Regions from separate parts of the Mus musculus genome. Here regions 1, 2, 3 and 4 are each linked to region 5. The links are chromatin contacts, called in public ChIA-PET, HiChIP or PLAC-seq and promoter capture Hi-C maps. All regions are on one chromosome and are shown on one strand. The core of a region is the stretch at or near the end of the contact, and the rest is flanking DNA. Distances in the headings are between cores, read along the strand shown.

Evidence for each region. ChIA-PET counts read pairs in DNA pulled down with a chosen protein or histone mark. HiChIP or PLAC-seq counts read pairs in DNA pulled down with a chosen protein or histone mark. Capture Hi-C pulls out chosen DNA fragments and counts their contacts.
Region 1: a promoter capture Hi-C map of liver shows a contact between it and region 5. The contact joins the promoter of Bin2 here to the promoter of Slc11a2 in region 5. A contact is called at or near these places in 3 of 39 promoter capture datasets (embryonic stem cells, hippocampal neurons and pre-B cells), 2 of 484 Hi-C or Micro-C datasets (CD4 T cells and CD8 T cells), 6 of 115 datasets of contacts at active chromatin or transcription factors (effector CD8 T cells, embryonic stem cells and stem cell-derived neural progenitor cells) and 4 of 9 other capture datasets (adipose tissue, embryonic stem cells, liver and 1 more).
Region 2: an H3K4me3 HiChIP or PLAC-seq map of bone marrow-derived macrophages shows a contact between it and region 5, with 2.6 times the contacts expected there. The contact joins the enhancer-like site here to the promoter of Slc11a2 in region 5. A contact is called at or near these places in 8 of 39 promoter capture datasets (the HPC-7 cell line, cranial neural crest, embryonic stem cells and 4 more), 5 of 115 datasets of contacts at active chromatin or transcription factors (bone marrow-derived macrophages, embryonic forebrain, embryonic stem cells and 2 more) and 2 of 9 other capture datasets (adipose tissue and liver).
Region 3: an RNA polymerase II ChIA-PET map of effector CD8 T cells shows a contact between it and region 5, with 6 read pairs. The contact joins the enhancer-like site here to the promoter of Slc11a2 in region 5. A contact is called at or near these places in 2 of 39 promoter capture datasets (the 3T3-L1 cell line and hippocampal neurons), 5 of 115 datasets of contacts at active chromatin or transcription factors (effector CD8 T cells, embryonic stem cells, extraembryonic endoderm stem cells and 1 more) and 2 of 9 other capture datasets (adipose tissue and pancreatic islet).
Region 4: an RNA polymerase II HiChIP or PLAC-seq map of embryonic stem cells shows a contact between it and region 5, with 19 times the contacts expected there. The contact joins the enhancer-like site here to the promoter of Slc11a2 in region 5. A contact is called at or near these places in 7 of 39 promoter capture datasets (the 3T3-L1 cell line, cranial neural crest, frontonasal cranial neural crest and 2 more), 4 of 115 datasets of contacts at active chromatin or transcription factors (embryonic stem cells, forebrain and memory CD8 T cells) and 2 of 9 other capture datasets (adipose tissue and liver).

The regions. Positions count from the first base shown.
Region 1 is chr15:100,668,204-100,671,648 of GRCm38.p6, forward strand. Bin2 (bridging integrator 2) reads right to left here and starts at 1,300. Exons shown (of 11, transcript NM_001270537.2): 1 at 1,210-1,300. The coding sequence starts at 1,290.
Region 2 is chr15:100,202,830-100,206,289 of GRCm38.p6, forward strand. It overlaps Dip2b (disco interacting protein 2 homolog B), which reads left to right. Exons shown (of 38, transcript NM_001159361.2): 32 at 303-473; 33 at 2,254-2,315. Among named protein-coding and RNA genes, the nearest start is that of Atf1, 23 kb to the right of the region's middle. Within about 2 kb of position 1,957, at least 88 of the 459 cell types and tissues checked have an H3K27ac peak or open chromatin away from gene starts, as enhancers often do. A contact at or near this core is called in adipose tissue, bone marrow-derived macrophages and liver, where this site is marked.
Region 3 is chr15:100,179,002-100,182,740 of GRCm38.p6, forward strand. It overlaps Dip2b (disco interacting protein 2 homolog B), which reads left to right. Exons shown (of 38, transcript NM_001159361.2): 21 at 2,308-2,435. Among named protein-coding and RNA genes, the nearest start is that of Atf1, 47 kb to the right of the region's middle. Within about 2 kb of position 1,425, at least 68 of the 459 cell types and tissues checked have an H3K27ac peak or open chromatin away from gene starts, as enhancers often do. A contact at or near this core is called in effector CD8 T cells, where this site is marked.
Region 4 is chr15:100,246,832-100,250,277 of GRCm38.p6, forward strand. The region is part of intron 3 of Atf1 (activating transcription factor 1); the gene reads left to right. Among named protein-coding and RNA genes, the nearest start is that of Atf1, 21 kb to the left of the region's middle. Within about 2 kb of position 2,065, at least 25 of the 459 cell types and tissues checked have an H3K27ac peak or open chromatin away from gene starts, as enhancers often do. A contact at or near this core is called in embryonic stem cells, where this site is marked.
Region 5 is chr15:100,421,753-100,425,207 of GRCm38.p6, forward strand. It overlaps Slc11a2 (solute carrier family 11 (proton-coupled divalent metal ion transporters), member 2), which reads right to left and starts at 1,303. Exons shown (of 17, transcript NM_008732.2): 1 at 1,210-1,303. It overlaps Gm5475 (predicted gene 5475), which reads left to right and starts at 1,441. Exons shown (of 3, transcript NR_040351.1): 1 at 1,441-2,492.

The DNA.
Region 1 (3,445 bases), core at 50-2,549, 250 kb after region 5:
CTCCTTTTAGCCCATGTCTCTTCTACTACAGTGTGGGTAGATGGTGGCTAGGCAAAGGAAGACTCTGGACAGGTAACATCACAATGCCTTTTAAGTGTGTAGGGAAGGGGCTGGGACGGAGCTCAGTTGGCAGGGTGCCTGGTTTCCTCAACCAGAAGCTGTAGGTACAACCTTCAGCATCTAAGAGATGTGATGACACATGCTTGCAACCCAGAAGATAGAGAGAGACGGGAGACCAGAAGTTCAAGGTCAAAGTGAGTTTGGGGGTGGGGGTACAAGAAACTGTCTCAAAAACATGTGAAGGGTGGTAAGAATGGGGTTCATACCTATGACCTTAGCTAGAGATCTCACCTTGAATACAAGACCAGCCCAGTCAACACGGTAAGACCCTGTCTCAAAAAAACAAAACAACCAAGCAAATAAAATAAACAGCGTGAAGAGTGTCTCCATAATCCATTTTCCCTTTTTTTTTTTTTTTTTTTTTTTGGAGACAGGGTCTATGTAGTCTAGGCTGTCCTGGAAGTCTCTGTGTAAACCAGGCAGATCTTGAGCTCACAGAGATCCTCCTGCCTCTGCCTCCCGAGGGCTGGGATTAAAGGCGTGTGCCCATCATTTGAATGGACTGGCAAATTATGGGAAGGACACCCAGAGGCTGTGGATCACCATCAAGGCAAAAGAATAGATGTAAGAAACTGGGGCTGGCTACTGGACACACGAGCTCCCCGCTCACCCCGAGGTAAAGAGTAGCTCAGGCTGGTCTTAAACTCAGTAATATAGCCTCGGATGCCTTGCGTTTTCTATCCACCCGCCTCCGTTTACACCAGTTTAAACAACACTCAAGTGTGGAGAACTGTGCAGTGTCCTGGTCCTCAGTGAATCCCCCAAGTCAAATTAAGTGGGGCGACTCACTGCCACCGCAGCCGCTGTCTCTTACTTTGGGGACAAGTATCTTCCAACTCATTCATCACCTGAGAGACGCCAGCCAGCCACCCTTGCCTTTGCGCTAGGACAAAATCTGTGACAAAGTTGACCACCACCATTCGTTCCTTCCTGTCGCCTTTTCTGGGTCAGGCTGAGGGTTGCCGAAGGCTCCTGCGAAACAGCTGTCTCCTCAGCTGCTCCCTTCTCTCCCACGTCGGCCAATGTTCGTGGACACCCATTCCCCGCCCGTTCTGGGGCAGCAGGACCCTTTCTCCTCAGGCTGCCTACCTTCTCCTGGGCCCTGCTGAACTTCTTCTGCATCTGCTTGGCGAAGAGGCCAGCCGCTCCGCCCGCCTTGCCCTCTGCCATCCTGCCGGCTGCGGGGGCGCAGCCTGGACCTGTGGTTTCTAGAGGCCCCTGAGAGGAAGTGCGTCCTCCCAGCATGCCTTGCGTGATGCTCAGAGGGCGGGCCTTCACACCCTTACAGCCTCCTGCTGGGGCGTGGTCGGCCTGGACCACCCAATGCCACCTCTCGAGGACCATTGGAAACCCATCACTACCCAGATTCCCGAGAGGACCACTGCAGCCCACCACTGGCCATCACGGGAGGACCTTGGGACTCCATCACTGCCCAATACTCCAGGTGTACCACTGAAGCCCCATCACTGTCCAACTCCCCAGGTGGACCATTGGGGTCCCATCACTGTCCATGTCCCCAGGAGGACGACTAGGACCCCATCATGGTCCAGATCCCCAGGAGGACCATTGGAACCCCATCATTGTTCAGCTCCCCGAGAGAACTACTGGGGCCCCCTCACTGCCCAGCTCCCTGGAAAGACCACTGGTCACCAGGATGGGGTCCACAGAGGCATCTGGAGCTGGGAGAGCAGCTAAGCTGGTTCTGAGAAGTTGGCAGAGAACGGGTTGTTCAGGGTGGATTTTGGTGCGCACACACTCTTAAAACCAGCTTGGAAATGCTGCCCCTGCAGTAGAGAAAGATTCCCCTCCCCTCCCCCGCCCCCACCCTTGAACGGGCTCTTTGAATGTGGACCGTGACTCATTGGTTCCATACCCGAACAGCATTAGAAAGTGAGGAGACACAAAAGACTGAGTTTGGGCTGGAGAGATGGCTCAGCCGTTAAGAGCACCGGTTGTTCTTCCAGAGGTCCTGAGTTCAATTCCTAGCAACCACATGGTGGCTCATAGACATCTGTAATGGGATCTGATGCCCTCTTCTGGTGTGTCTAAAGACAGCTACAGTGTACTCTATATAAATAAAATAAAATGAAATGAAATGAAAAAAAAAAAAGTAAAAACCAAAAGGCCCAGTTTCATCCAGTGAGGACGTTTAATGGACCAGAGACCACCTACCAGCTGCAGGGTATTGATGCTGAGTGACCATGGCTCAGCCTGGATGGCAGCTTAACCAGTTCTAAGCCTGGGAATTGTGGGGACAGAGTGCAGAAGGTGAGCATAATCCAGATCTGGATTGGAAGGGGAGAAAGACTGGAGAGATGGGGTCCTCAGGAGACAGGGTGCCATTCATAATATGCTAAGGAGGAGAGGAGGGGAGAGGCCTGAACTGGACAGAGGAGAACAAGACTCTCCAGGCAAAGCATGGAGCATTATATGGACACAGTGTGAATTTAGTCACAGATTATACAAACTGGAGTGGGGCTACAGAGATTACAAATCTGGTTTCTCTAGGAAACCGGTCTTCCAATGAACTTACACCTGACCACTGAGAAAGGATAGCCAGAAAATAGGGATACTAGGTTTGGGGAAACATTTATTCCAGAATCTTAGCAAGCTGGTAAAATTCCCTCAAGGAAAGAAAGAGGTCACAACAGGCTTCCTGTGGGAGAAGGCAGAAAGAAGCTGGAGGTCTGCCACAAAACTGCCTGCTTTTGTTTTCTGTTTCTTTCATCTAAACAGACGATGCACTAAAGGTCAGCGGTGTACCAGGCATACACCAGGAAGCCAGGCAGGAAAGACGACTCTGATCTCCAGGCGCTTACTTTGGAGGTAGATTGGCAATCCCATGATCTGTAAGGTATGCAGTTCATTTATAGAGGTGGGGGCTGGAGAGATGGCTCAATGGTTAAGAACACTGACTGCTCTCCCAGAGGTCCTGGGTTCAATTCTCAGCGCCCACGTGGTGGCTCACAAACATCTGTAATGGGATCCGATGCCCTCTTCTGGTGTGTCTGAAGACAGTGACAGTGTACTCACATACATGAAATAAATAAAATCTTTGGTAAAAAAAATAAGAGATGGATACAAGCTTTTTAAGCAATAGGTGCTTAGGGAGTGTATGTTAGCTTTGGTGGTGGTCTGGGAGAGGCAGATTAAGAAAATGGAAGGACAGAAATAAAAAAAAAAAAAAAGAAAATGGAAGGACTTCATATAGCATAGAAGAGAGTGGAGAAATCTTGAGAATATTGGTCTTGCTGAGATGCTAGGAGAAGACAGAAAAGGCAGCCAGGGTGTCATTAGCAGATGGCTGAGGCCCCTGTCACTCCCA
Region 2 (3,460 bases), core at 707-3,206, 220 kb before region 5:
GCTAGAACAGAAGTACAGTGCTGAGAAGAGAAGCCTAAAAGCTTGGGTTTTGGGGTACCCCCCTTCTTTTGTGGAGGTGATGGTGCAATCCAGGGCCTGTGCATCCTAGCCTGGTGCTTCCCTCCTCAGCCCCAGAGGAAAGGCATGGAGTAGATCAGCTGTAGGTGATAGTACCTAGGCATTTGGCCATTTCCTTTCTGAAAGATATTTTTCTCTGTGTCTGGGCCCAGAAGGTACCCCTTGGCTTTTCCCGAACAAGAAGGGATCTTTCTAACTATGTTTCTGACACCAATTTCTTGCAGACCAGAGGGATCAATCTTTCTTGCATCCGGACCTGTGTGGTGGTGGCAGAGGAGCGGCCCCGTGTCAGCCTTCAGCAGTCCTTCTCCAAGCTCTTCAAAGACATCGGTCTGTCCCCTCGAGCTGTCAGCACCACTTTTGGATCCAGAGTCAATGTAGCAATATGTTTACAGGTAACACCATGTTGATGTGTGGTATTTAATAATTCTATTAGTTCTTATTATGACCCTACGAGTCCCACAGTAATTGAGTCAGAGTTACATGGATTTATTTAATCAGCATTAGCATATTTACTGGGCGATGTTTTGATTTTGCTGTTTAAAAGATTTATTTATTTAATGTATGTGAGCACACTGTTGCAGACACACCAGAAGAGGGCATCAGATCCCATTACAGATGGATGTGAGCCACCATGTGGTTGCTGGGAATTGAACTCACAGCCTCTGGAAGACCAGCCTGTGCTCTTAACCCCTGAGCCATCTCTCCAGCCCCCTTGGGTGATGTTTTTTACACTAGACTGGCCATTTCCCAACTAGACTCCCCAAGTTATTTACTGTTTGAGTCTCACCTGGGTTATTTCTGCTCCATCTGACTGTCCTCAGGAGGCATTTCTCTTGGCCACATGTCCTAGTCCATCCTGTCTAATGGAGACCTCTGGCTCTCCTGTCTTCTTTCTCCTTCCTCCCTCGTGGTCCCTACCTGTGACCCCTAAGCCTAGGAACCAAGGCCTTGTCTACTCTATTCTCCAAGTAATTGGCTGTCAGCCACTTTTGTTTAATCAGTCAGAGACTAAAAACAAGCAAAGTTTACACATCATTTGGTGTATGGGGGAAAGTGCTGGTTTTGACTGCAACCAGATCCAATGTTTAGCATTTTGAAAACAAGCAGTTCCAGACCAGCTCCAGCACCATGAAGTTCTTGTTGCTGCTGCTGGGTCTTTGAGACAGAGTTGCCTGACCATGAACTCACAGCAGTCTCCCTGCCTCAGTCTTCTGACCCCCTGAGTAGACTGTGAGGCCTTGTAGTGTCTTCAAGGCCATGCTGCTCTGCCTGAGACTGGTTCTGCTGGGTCACTGTGGAGATTTAGGCTTTTTATCTTGCCTGCTGCATCTCCTATGTTCATCTATAAAATGATGCCTTTGTTTGCCCAGGGTTGGCCTACAGGTCAGCGGATTACTAGGGAAGCACTCAGACAAGAGCAAGCCAGTGGCCTCCATGTGATACTCTCTCCTAGTACAGAGTGCTCCAGGAACCTCCCTGAGTCCCTTTTTTTTTTTTAAAGATGTATTTATTTTATGTATATGAGTACACTGTAGCTGTACTGATGGTTTTGAGCCACCATTTGGTTGCTGGGATTTGAACTCAGGACCTTCGGAAGAGCAGTCAGTGCCCTTAACCTCTGAGCCATCTCTCCAGCCCCCTGAGTCCTATTTTAATGTCATTAATTAATTAATATACATCCTTCTTGTCCCCCATATTTTGCCTTCTAAAAATAAAGCTGCATCTTTTGCCATGTTGTTCTGGGTAGATCTAGAACAGTCTGACTTTATGTGCTTGGCAGCTCATGAGGCAAGTGCATGCATGCATAGCCAAGGGGAAGAGAGGGTGACTAAGACTCTGGTCTCCAGTGACCCAGGTCAAGAGGCTTGCAGGAAATGTCATCATACTTCCCTGTAGAGTCCCATCCTGCCCCTTGCTCTCATCAGCCCCTGCTCTGAGCCCTGGGTAGGGAACTACCCAAACCCACTCCCCAGGCTTGGTACTGCTTCATTGCTGCAGAGATAGCCAAGAGGTTGCCAGGCCCAAGGCTCCTCCCCGCTCCCCCTTTTATGGCTCACTTGGTTAAAGAGAAAGTGAGAATGAGCTCTCCGACAGCAGACATTTCCCATTTGTGGAAGAGAGACAGCTCGTTCAGGCTTTAAATAAACAGTGTGCTGGTTTGTTCTTCTTTAGGGAACCTCAGGGCCGGATCCAACAACTGTGTATGTGGATCTGAAGTCGCTGAGACATGACAGGTATGGTGAGCACAGAGCTTGACCTCAACATCAGCACCCCTGTCCTGCTCTTGTTTACATCTTGAGGGGTGATGCAGGAAGGGGAAGGTCTCATGTCTGTCATTAGTAAATAATAGGAATTTTGTTTATGAAAAAAAAGCTTCAGTTCTCACAGTTGCTTCATTGACATTAGCTTTAGGCCTTGGTTGGTTTTTCATCACCCAAGAGGTGGAGTAGGATTTGAAACCCCAGTTTGTTATATAGTCTGAGCTGGCCTAAAACTTACAGCCATCCTCCTGCCTCTGATTCTGCTAGATTATAGGCATGAGGAATCATGCCTGGCTTGCTGTATTGTTCTATAATTAAAATGTAATCTTAGTTTCTAGCTATAAATGTATATACTTTTGTGGGGCTGCGTGTGGGGCGCACGCCTTTAACTGTAGCACTCAAGCAGGCGGATCTCTGAGTTCCAGGATAGCCAGAGCTATACAGGGAGACCCTGTCTCAAAAACAAAAACAAAAACAAAAGAAAACAAACAATAGATAGTGTCTTTGTTCTGCAGTTCAAAAAAATGAGGCAGACGTGAGGCCAGGACAGGGCTTTGACACAACACTTAATCTGAGTCCATAGTTTGTGAAGCCGCTTTTTCTCTCACTGAGATTTTAAGTTTTGTCCCACAGCGTGATGCTGAGATACGGAGCCCTTTGCACATTAGGCTGGTGGCTAGTCCCCAGTGTGCCTAGGCAGAGACCCCAGGCCACACTCGTGCTGGGTGTGTGTGTGTGAGCATGCGTGCATATGTGCGCACCAGAAAACTACCCTAGGTGGTGTTACTTGGTTCCTCAGGGACCATCCACCTTGTTTTCTGGGACAGGGTCAATCTCTGAGACCTGTGGCTTGCCAATTCTGAGAAGATTGCTCTCTGGGCAGCCTCGTAGACTCCCCTGTCTCTGCCTCCCAGCACCGGAGTCATGGACATGAGTCACAGTACTTGGTGTCACGGTTAAGCAGCAGCACTCCACCTGCTGACATATCTGGTGGCCTGACGGCAGGTCTCCTTCCCTGGAGAGGCTCGCCTCTCGACTCCTGGGAACAGGTTGTTACAGTGGGAGCTGCTGTTGAAACCTAGTAAACTGACCCAGAGCATCAAGTGTGTGGAGTGTGA
Region 3 (3,739 bases), core at 175-2,674, 240 kb before region 5:
TTTTCTTTTTCTTTTTTTTTTTTTCCATTTTTTATTAGGTATTTAGCTCATTTACATTTCCAATGCTATACCAAAAGTCCCCCATACCCACCCACCCCCACTCCCCCTTTTTGGCCCTGGCGTTCCCCTGTACTGGGGCATATAAAGTTTGCGTGTCCAATGGGCCTCTCTTTCCAGTGATGGCCGACTAGGCCATCTTTTGATACATATGCAGCTAGAGTCAAGAGCTCCGGGGTACTGGTTAGTTCATAATGTTGTTCCACCTATAGGGTTGCAGATCCCTTTAGCTCCTTGGCTACTTTCTCTAGCTCCTCCATTGGGAGCCCTGTGATCCATCCATTAGCTGAGAGTGTTTTCTTTTCTTTTCTTTTTTTTTTTTTTTTTTTTTTGGTTTTTCGAGACAGAGTTTCTCTGTGTAGCCCTGGCTGTCCTGGAACTCACTTTGTAAACCAGGCTGGACTCGAACTCAGAAATCCGCCTGCCTCTGCCTCCTGAGTGCTGGGATTAAAGGTGTGTGCCACCACGCCGGGCATGAGAGTGTTTTCTTAAGGATTCTCAGCAGTGCCCACCCTGGGTCATTGTAAATTCTTAGAAAACAGTTCGTTACCTGGCAAGTGTTATTCATGGTAGTGGTCTAGAGAGACAAGGACCCAAAAGCCTGTTCTCAAGGCACATACTGAGCCTGAGCAGGACACAAAGGCAGCAGAGAGCCAGGCTCTGATGGCCAGTGGGTAGGGCAGTGGCGAGCCATGGGGTAGTCACTATCCTGTCAACTCATACCCTCCATCTGTCGATGGCTCCTTCCTGCCCATCTCCTCCTCCTCCTTCTCCTCTTCCTCCTCCTAGCGCTCAGCTCATGTAAGAGCATGTGACACTGAGCCCTTAACACTGCAGTGCAGCTTCAGCTGTCTCAAGAGCCCAAATCTTGAGCGAGCTTGCTGCACTGCTATTGAGGTCCAGGACCCAGCTCCAACCGTCAGTCTGAAACAGATAGACTGTTGTCCGCTCTCTATGAATGATCCCCTGAACCCCATGTAAAGGGTCTGGTTGTGTCTGGCCTGAACCAGTCCCATGGTCAGATCTAGCTGCAAGGAAGATGAAGATGGAAATACCATGTCAGCTAAACAGCCTCACTGTGAAAGATTTGGAGAAGCAGGCATCCCTTCTCTCTCTCTTTTTTAAGGATTTGTTTCTATTATGTTAAATGTATATGCAAGTCTACATGCATAGCAGTGTTGGAGTTAAAGGAGCTGTGAGCCACCAGACTTTGTGCTGGCAGCCACACTCATGTCCTCTGCAGGACCAGGACATTCCCTTAGCCGCCTCTCTCTCCATTTACCACCAGCAGACTGTTAGAAGTGTGTCCCCTCTGGCTCTGGCGTTGTGGAGTTGGCTGGCTTCCTCTGGCACTGTGGGTAGACCAGCAGCTTCCTGTGCATTGACATTCTGTTTTTCTGGCTTAGCCCAGTCATTGTGTGGCACTACACTGTGCTCAGCAAGAGTGACATGCTTGTGGAGGTAACTGCCAACTCGAGAGGACATGCGAAGGGCCAATGGACCCAGGGGCCTGCTGCTCTGTTGTCCAAAAATCTGCAGGGTTCTTAGACCTTCTTGGGTATGTGTTTCTGATCTTGCCAATGGAGACAGTGTTACCCTTGCGAGCTCAAAGCAACTATTCACACACTAAAACCGTTGGCTCTCTCTAGCTCCAGGAGCAATAAAGTAACATTTCTCTCCCTGGTATTCACCCTGTGCCAACTACAGAAGAGCTAATGCACACCTGTGGCTGGAAAAGGGAACTCTGTGTGTGAGCACAGTTTCTCCCCTGTGAGAGTGAGATTTCCCCTAAGAATAAATAGGAACGGATTAATCTCTTATAGACGGTAAGACCTCAGTGGGTGCTAGCCAGATGCTCAGCAGGTAGAGGCGTCCCTGGGACCCATTGGGTGGAAGGAGAGGACAGTTCCTGCAAGTTGTCCTCTGAGTCACAGCGGGCAGTGGCCTGCCTGTGCCCACACACATGCACACAGATCGAGCCTTTTAAAGACTTGGTGGCTTTAAGATGTGCTTTTTTACTAATTCTAAAGAAAAATAATAATAAATCCCATAAACTATGACATTATTTTCTTTCGTATAAACACGTTTTTTGTGGTGTTGGGAGTTGAACTGTGTACATGTTTCACAGGTACGTTTCTTAGTGTTTGGTTTGGTTTTGTTTAGTGACATTTTCATGAAAACAGGAAATGTAAGGTGTCTGTTTTACCCTTTAAACTATGGAAATGAAGGTGAATCATTGCTAACTTTCAGGGTAGCTTGGTGTTCGTGGTTGGAAAAATGGATGGATTACTCATGGTCAGCGGCCGAAGACATAACGCCGATGACATTGTTGCTACTGGATTGGCTGTGGAGTCCATAAAGACCGTCTATCGAGGAAGGTGAGTGCTCTGAGATCCGTGTCACCACTCTGGGGTGATCTGAGCTGCGCTCTGTGGTTCTTCCAGGTGCTTGGGCTGGTCTAGCTTAGAGTGACAAAGCCCAGCTTTAAATACCCGTCCTGCAGCTGAGGCATGAAATGTGAGCAGTCTCAGAGTCTGTCAATGATTGTTGATTCTGAAGACTGAGGAGAATTCCAAGATAAAAAACATGACCTTCTTCAGAGATTGTGCTGTCCAGGCCAATATAGGTGGCTGCCACTCTGCGAGAGCAGACCTAAGAATCTTTCTCTCATTTCTAACTGAAGTGTTGTGTTTTCTATGTGGAGACTGACATGGCAGCTAAGTGCTGGAATTGTAGGTTCTGTAAACAAGGGCAGGCCTTCTCCTGTGCTTACTAATGCAAGGAAAGCGAGCCCAGCAGTTGTAGACGGTGTCTGTTAGGATGATTTCCACTTTGTTTTTACACAAGAGCACCTTCATACACATGTATGCTGTGCTTGGAGCCTATGCCACCTTCTCCCTCCTGTCCTGACCGTAGTTATGTACGAAGGGAACATCTAAAGACGTCACAGAAAACACCAGCTCCTGCATCGTGTGGTTTTCTGTCATGATGTGGCTTCCCAGGCATGGAGCTTCGTGGGCAGAGACCCACAGTCTGTGCTTGTAGCCACATCCGCAGTGCACAGCATGGTACCTAGCACAGTTAGCATCCCAGGGGGCAGGCAAGCCGGCATCATTGGCTCTCAGTTGTTTCAGTCCTCGTGCATTCAGTCAACAAATCCTCACTGGGTGTACTGCTTTTGGGGGTACTTTGGCAGTGAACAAAACAAGCTATGTGTGTGCCTTCTATTCTTGTGACAAACACTGAAGTCAGGCAAACAGTAACATAGATGGCACGTGAGAGGGTCTGAGTGCTGTGGAGTGAACACAGGAGGTGGTCTGGGAACGCCTCACTAGTAAGGGGACATTTGAGCGGAGACCTCCCTCAGGTCCACTTCCATCCCCTCCCTCTCTTGGTCTCCCTCGCCTGCCCGCGTCTGACTCGCTCCACTCTCTGCTTCACCACTCTGCTCCAGGCACACTGGCCTTCTCGCTGTTCCTCAAACCTGCCAAGCTCGTCCCTACCTCAGAACCTTCCCGCTTTCCGTTCCTTCTGTCCGGAATCCTCTTCCTCCAGATCTTCGCGTGGCTCGCGTCCTCACCTCCTTCAGGTCTCTGCTCCAGTGTCCACTCCCCAGGGAGGCGCTCCCCCAAGCACCCATAGCCACTCCACTGGCCCGACCCAGGCGCTTCCTGGTGCTTAT
Region 4 (3,446 bases), core at 815-3,314, 170 kb before region 5:
TTTCTTTCTATCCTATCAGTGTTAGGAGGTTGAGGGGGTGGAAGAGAGAAGAACCCACAAAGTTGTGTTGGGAAATATAAAAAGACCAGTGAGTTGCTGGCTGGTGGCCACGTGGCTCCAGCAGGATGTTCTCGTCTCAAATACTCTCTGACTCGGAGCCCCAAATCTCTCCACCAGCTCCCTAAGTTCCAAATCTCTCCACCATCCAGCTCCCTAAGTTCCAAATCTCTCCACCATCCAGCTCCCTAAGTTCCAAATCTCTCCACCATCCAGCTCCCTAAGTTCCCACGGGCGGTCGCTACCACACCAGCTCCATGCTTCAAATCCCCCATGGCCTTTGTGGTGCACATCTGGCAAACCCACTCTTAACCTCTGTACTTTTCTCTCTCGAACCTAGTCGACCCGCCTGGTGAAGGAAACTGCCACACAGACTTAGTTCAGAAACAATGGTAACCCAATCTCTGGGCGCAACAACTAGAATCCTAATCTTGCAAGCCATATAAAATCTAAATCCTCCTGTGGCGAATCCTGGCAGATCCACTGTTGAAACCAGGAGACACTAAGCAGCTACATCTTGTCCTTAAGATATTCCTGTCCAAAATGACCCTAACTCTTTTCCTACGTCCAACCCGGAAGTCCCGCCTTCTCACCCAGTGATTGATTCCTTTATTCATTAGGGAATGGTTCACTAGGAGTCACCTGAGTCTGACTCATTCTTCAGTCCAGACAGACAGCCCCGCTAGGAAAGTAGAATTAACAGAAAAATCCAACAGCACAAAGTAGCAAAAACCCCAGCCGCAGAAGTCTGTCAGTTAAAGACGATATGGAGCTAGGTACTCGGAATTTTGATTGAATCAACAGTGGACAGGTGTGTTGTTATCTTTGTGTAGTTTTGAAAGGGTTTGTTTTCTATAGTTTTGATTGTGTGCATGTGTTAGGGTGTGTGCATGAGTACAGTGCCCACAGAGGCTGGAAGAGGCTTACATGCCCTGGAGCTGGTGCTTATGAGTTGCCCGACAAGGGCACTGAAAAACAAACGCAGGTCCTCTGCAAAAGTGATCTTAACCACTGGGCCATCCCTAGGCTGCAATAACTGCCATCTTTAATGCCATTTTAAATAGGAAAGATTGATTTGGTTCCATTTGACTGGTTTGGCTCCATTGGTTTTGTGCCTGTGTAAAGTCTATGTTCATCGGGAGCGTGTTGTAGGATGAGACCCTCATAGTACACAACATAGCAAAGGGGCTGCATCCTAGCGCTCTGCCTACGGGCCTTCCCCAGTTCCTTCATTCCCTGCTCTGGGCTCCAAAGCACAAGTTTACAATGGAACCTGATGTAATTAACACACGGTGCTTCAGAGGATATCACCCTTTTGTTTTAACAAATCAACAATTGTGTGTGGGGAACCCTAAAGAATTCAACTGAAAGCTAAAAAAGCTAAAAGAAATAATGTATTAGCAGACAGCAACAGATGTAGTATAAGCTCCCTAAAGAACCCAGATCATGAAATTAGCAGGGACTCTATGTCTGGTTTAAATCAGGAAAGATACAGAGACCCTACCACTGGAACAGAAGACTGGGAGGACTTTGAAAATGAACAAACCTAGAAAGATAGGTAGGTCCTTTACAACAGTTTAGATGTGATTGAAGAATGGGGGAATCAGAGAATCCAAGTAAACTACCCAGGATGAGCACAAAGGTAAATAGGAGGAAGGAGAGGATGGGAGGCGTGCGTCTATGCGTCTACATGAGCTACATCTTGTCCACTGGCCAGCACACTAGGCGGCTGTTGCTGAGCTAGCTGTGCTCCCAGCCCAGATAAGTGTTAGATTTTAAAAAGCTTCCAAAAGTGAGAAAGTATTTAGAAAGGAATGACTGTTAAGCTAACAACAGATGTTTTGAACAGTACCATTAGACATTAATGGACTGAGATCTACCTTTCAGCCTAGAATTCTGTACTTAGGAATGTACCCCAGTTGTGGTTTGAATATGCATGGCCCTGGGAGCTACACTATTAGCATGTGTGGCCTTGTTTGTGTAGGTGTGGCCTTGATGGAGGAAGTCTGTCACTGTGGGATGGGCTTTGAGACCTTCCTCTTAGCTTCCTGGAAGTCAGTCTTCCAGCTACCTTCGGAACAAGGGCTCTTAGCCCCTCTAGAGCCATAATAATGGATTAAATTTCTGTACCTGTAAAGCCAACCCCAATTTAATGTTGTTCTTACAAGAGTTGCCTTGGTCATGGTGTCTTCACGACAGCGAAACCCTAACTAGGATACCAGTGGTTAATGTCATTACTAAGACTTGCCTAGCATGTGCAAGACCTGGGGTTTGGTGTCCCTGTGCTTCCCCAAAAGATGAGTGTTTACTTGTTACTGTCGGCTTCTTACAACAATAACAACGACTCATTTGGTGGCTTGATAACAAAATAGGGAACTGGGGACATATGTCAACGTAGAGCATTTATCTGTATGTACCAAGGCCCTGGGTTTGATCCCCAGTGCCACAGAAGGGAAAGAAATAAGAGAACCTAGCACAGGGAATGACAGCACCCAAGTGTAGGACAGGAGTTAATCTGAAGTAGTATGTTGTACCATTACCATCTATTGATTCCTGGTATGAAGCGAGCGCATAGATATTCTATGTTCTGATGTTTATACTCTGAGTGTTTAATAGTTTGACATTGAGAATGGAATGAGCACTGCATTCTGGGATATGGCATGCATGTGACTGTCAGAGGACACCTGCAGGCTGACGGTTCTCCATTAACCATGTGGATTCCTGGTTTAGACTCCAGTCGTCAGGCTTGGCAACCCGGGCCATCCAGCCACCCTGGCCTTGAACTCTGAGAAGTGTGGCTTCTCTTCCATGATGGCTATAGTATTGGAAGTTGGAAAGGCCCTTTGTTCTTTGAGTGAAAGACCCTTGAGAACAGCCATCTTTCCTGCCGAGGAAGGACACTTTATAGCTGTCCAAGGGCCTTGCACCTCCGGAGGTGCTCCGGTCTGTTCCTCTTCAGTGTGTGACTGACATAAAATGTAGCTAGCCTCAAGAATATCATAATGATAAGCGCTAAACAAAAGGACTCCCCAACCCCCAAGGCTTAACGGTATGGCTTGGGGCTCTATAGATACCTGTGCTACTTATTTTTGGTTTTTTGAAACAGGGTTTCACTGTGTATCTCTGATTGGCATGGAACTTCACAGATCCGCCTGTCTCTGCCTCTGGGATTAAGGGTGTGCACCACCAAGTGCAGGTTGATTATTGTAAACATCTCAAACAGTCAACAGATACTAAACTCCATGTCCCAATGTTATGTGTGTTTGTGGTCTCTCTTTCTATACAAAAACAAGCAAAAAAAGGAAGTTATGTGGAGGTTGTGTGCACGCCTTTAATGTCAGAGAGAGAGATCCATGAGCGGCCTGTTCTGAGTGGAGTGCAGTTGATAC
Region 5 (3,455 bases), core at 53-2,552:
CAAGGCCAGTTAACGAGAGGTAGCCAGATCTAGTCTCAAAAAGACAAAGAGTAAGAAGGTACTGTCAGCACCTTGCATCTCTTCACCTGTAATTAGATGCACTTGCAGACTAACAGTATGGCTAGAAAGCCTTGCCTGGAGGACCTTTGGCAATAGCCCAGGGGACTCAGGGCAAAGACTACTGAGAAGGTTAAAGTCTTTAAGGAAACAGCAGGCACAAGCAAGCAGTAATTTAAAAAAAAAAAATACCGGTCAGCAGGAGACTGCCCTAAGCACTTTACCTGTATTAACTAACAACACCAACAGCCCTGACAGACCCAACCTTCACCACCACCACCACCACCACCCCATCCCCCCACCCCACCTTTAAGTGTGGACCGCAGGAAAGCTTAAGGAGCCTGAACCAAAAGTTAACACAGCCAAGAAGTAAGGAGACTTGGTCAGGGTGGAGAATGCCACGGTGGACAACGTGGACAGTTTCCCGTGGTTTCCCCACGGGTCACATGGAAGCTCTCGGATGCCCACCGGCCCTCACCAGCTCTTCTCCCATATTTTGCTTTTGCTGCCTTAAATCACACCGTTGAAAACCAAGGGATAACCGAGTGTCTCCATTTTATACAGCGGAAACTCTACTTCTGAGGATGCCCTTCCAAATATGATGTATCCAAGAAACGGACAAAGAATCCAAAGGTGGAATATCAAACAAATGAGTTTGCAAACTACCCGGCCTAGGACGCCGCTGAGAAGGGGAGTATCCATCGCGTGCAAGTGTCCCTGAACGAGGCCTTGGAAGGCGCAGGGTCCCAGGCTGCACACACAGCCGGACAACCGAGCAGCACTCAACCGCGAGGCCTGAGGCCTTCGGGCAGACCGCGCAGCTCCCGCAGCCGCTGGGCTGACAGGGCGCTGCGCTGCAGGGCACCCGGGGCTCCGGGAGGGCACTGCGGTCGCACCCCCCGGCCGGCCGGCCGCGGAAGGGTGGTCCGGTGTCCCGGGTGGCGGTGAAGAGCCGAGGCCCGTGATCGTCGGCGCCTATGCTGAGCCGGGAGCCCTCCCGGTCTCCTCGGGATACCGGGTTCCCTCCCCGGGCTCGCCGCTGCGCCCTCCCCGCAGGCTGCTCCAGCCCCGTAGGTCGCCGTCCGAGCCCCCTCGCACGCCCGCGCACAGCGGGCCGCCGTAACCCCTGACCCTGCCAGCACCCCGGCTTACCGGCTCCGCCACCTCCACACACGCCGCGCCGGCGACTCCATATCCCAGGAGCCAGCGGCGACCCAGTCAACCTCCTGCCCTCCCGTGATTGGCCGGCCGGGCGGGAGCCCCCCTCTCCTGATTGGCTGGACTCCTGCAGCTGCGGGATTGCGTGGCCGGCGGACCGGGAACGGAGGCTCCGCCCATCCGAGCTGCCTGGGGGCGGGGCCTGAGCGGGGGCGGGGCTGATCCGGAGGCGTGATTCCGCCGGGCGCGCCACGGTCCTCGCAGTTCAAACCTTCGGCGTTCTTATATTGGCAACTCCCATCCCCGGAATGCTCGGGACATATACATTTTTGTCATAGTTCCCGCCACTTCCTTTTAGGCAGCTACACGCCTTTTTCCTCCTAAGAGATGATAACTCCGAGAAACAGCTACACTCGATCCTAAGGCGCCATGGCAGTCCCTATTAGCTTCTTGAGCCACTGCTCGGTGCCCACTGACGCGCCAAGAACACCCCACGCCTGGGAGGAACCGAGAAACTTCGACCAGTGGAGCCAGTTCGGCTGCACCCGTCGTCCTACTCCCAAGACTCACAGTGATCCCACCTGGCTCTGTCTCTTCTCCACACATTTTATCCTGCCTGCCCCCAAAACAGTCCCACTCCATCCCCGGCCTCAGCCTCACCTCTTCGCAGTTTTATGACCTGACAACCCCCCGCCCCAAGTTGCCACCGAAAAGGACTTCTCGATTTCCCCTACAACAGTATAGATGACAGCCCTGTTTTCTTCATATAGAAACTGCCGGGAGAAATGTTCATTATTTGGTAAGAACGGAGATAGGAAGAAAGGGTAAACCCTAAAGATGGAAACTTTAAAAAAAAAAAAAAAATGACAGCAAAAGCAAACAGAAAGGCCCCTGGCTGGGGCTGCTGCTCTTCATACAGAATCGTCACCTGAAAGAAGAGAAACTACAAATTAATCTTGGCCGCCTCTCCAGCTCATCCGTGGCGTTGGAGAAAGGCTTCTTAAATGCCTTCGAGCCCAGAACCTTTCTTCTGGGACCTTCCGCTGCATCTAGAAAAGAAAGGGGCGAGATCTGTTTGTGTCAGCGTCCAGGTGTGCTCCTCGGCTGGCCAGCGTCCCTGGGCTGTGGCCACTTACTTAGCTCACAGTTGGGAGCAGCTGCTGCCGCCCTTGGCTGCTTCTTCCCCATGGTGCAGGACTGGTTTGGCTTTTCAGAGCAGCGCAGCCTCTATATATGCAGAGGAGTACGCCTCCCCTTGGCTAGAGAGAACACTTAAGGTAGGTCAACACTGAGGGAAAAATTTCAAACCGCACCCTTCAAAGCATAATCAAATTTCATCTTTGACCGGCCATGAGAAGGAGGAATTGTATTTCTGCCACTCCTAGTTATTAGTAAAAATTAATTGAGTTAAAAGTTTTCTTCTGAGATTTCATTTATGTGCCATTCGGCAGGGCAGGACGTGGAGGCGGGCAGTGGGTGCCCTGGCGGTAATGTAGTAAAGCCTTTTGTCTGGAGGCCACTCCCCTGGGAGTTGAAGCTGGGGTTCAGGGACTCACTCCACTGTAGATGAGCAGAGGACTCTGTCCCTGTGAGAAGGGAGGTGGAACCAATTAACCCGAAGCCTTGACAGCCCACATCCATTTTCCACTCAGTACGTGCCACACTGAAGTGATTATAAGACTTCAAAGTAAAGGTGAAAACGCCACCTGGTCTCTCCCTCCAGATCTGAAGGAGCCAAGGGCGGCCATTAGCTAGTCAATCAGTGATCTCCAGGCAGGGGAGCAAAATGGGCAGAACCAGAACTTAGTACCCGACAGAAAAGAAAAAGTCCCGAGGCAGCAAAACAGAAATCCAGGGCAGGGGTTTTTCTGTGTAGTAGGAAGAAAGCTTACAGAAAGAAGGGGGGCGGGGGGGTTGCCTCCTGGAAACAACTGGTGTACTTACCTAAGAACGAACAGAAAGAGCCGCTGACTCAGATTGCCGACACAGGCTGCACATTTAAGCAGCATGTCGGTTCTGGAAACCATGAGTTTTCTGAGCAGCGTCCCAGAGAAGAGTCTCCGTGCCTGCTCAACTCCTGCAAGTCCCAGGTTAAGAAGTGATCTGCTTCCAACTGTGGTAGCTATCAGACAGTTGCCTAAGGCAAAGTTGCCTTTGCAGATTAAGCTGAGGACAACTTGTCCTCAGAAAATAGAAGTGCCCATAAAACCATCCATGAAATCAAATCTGGCAGAGGAAAG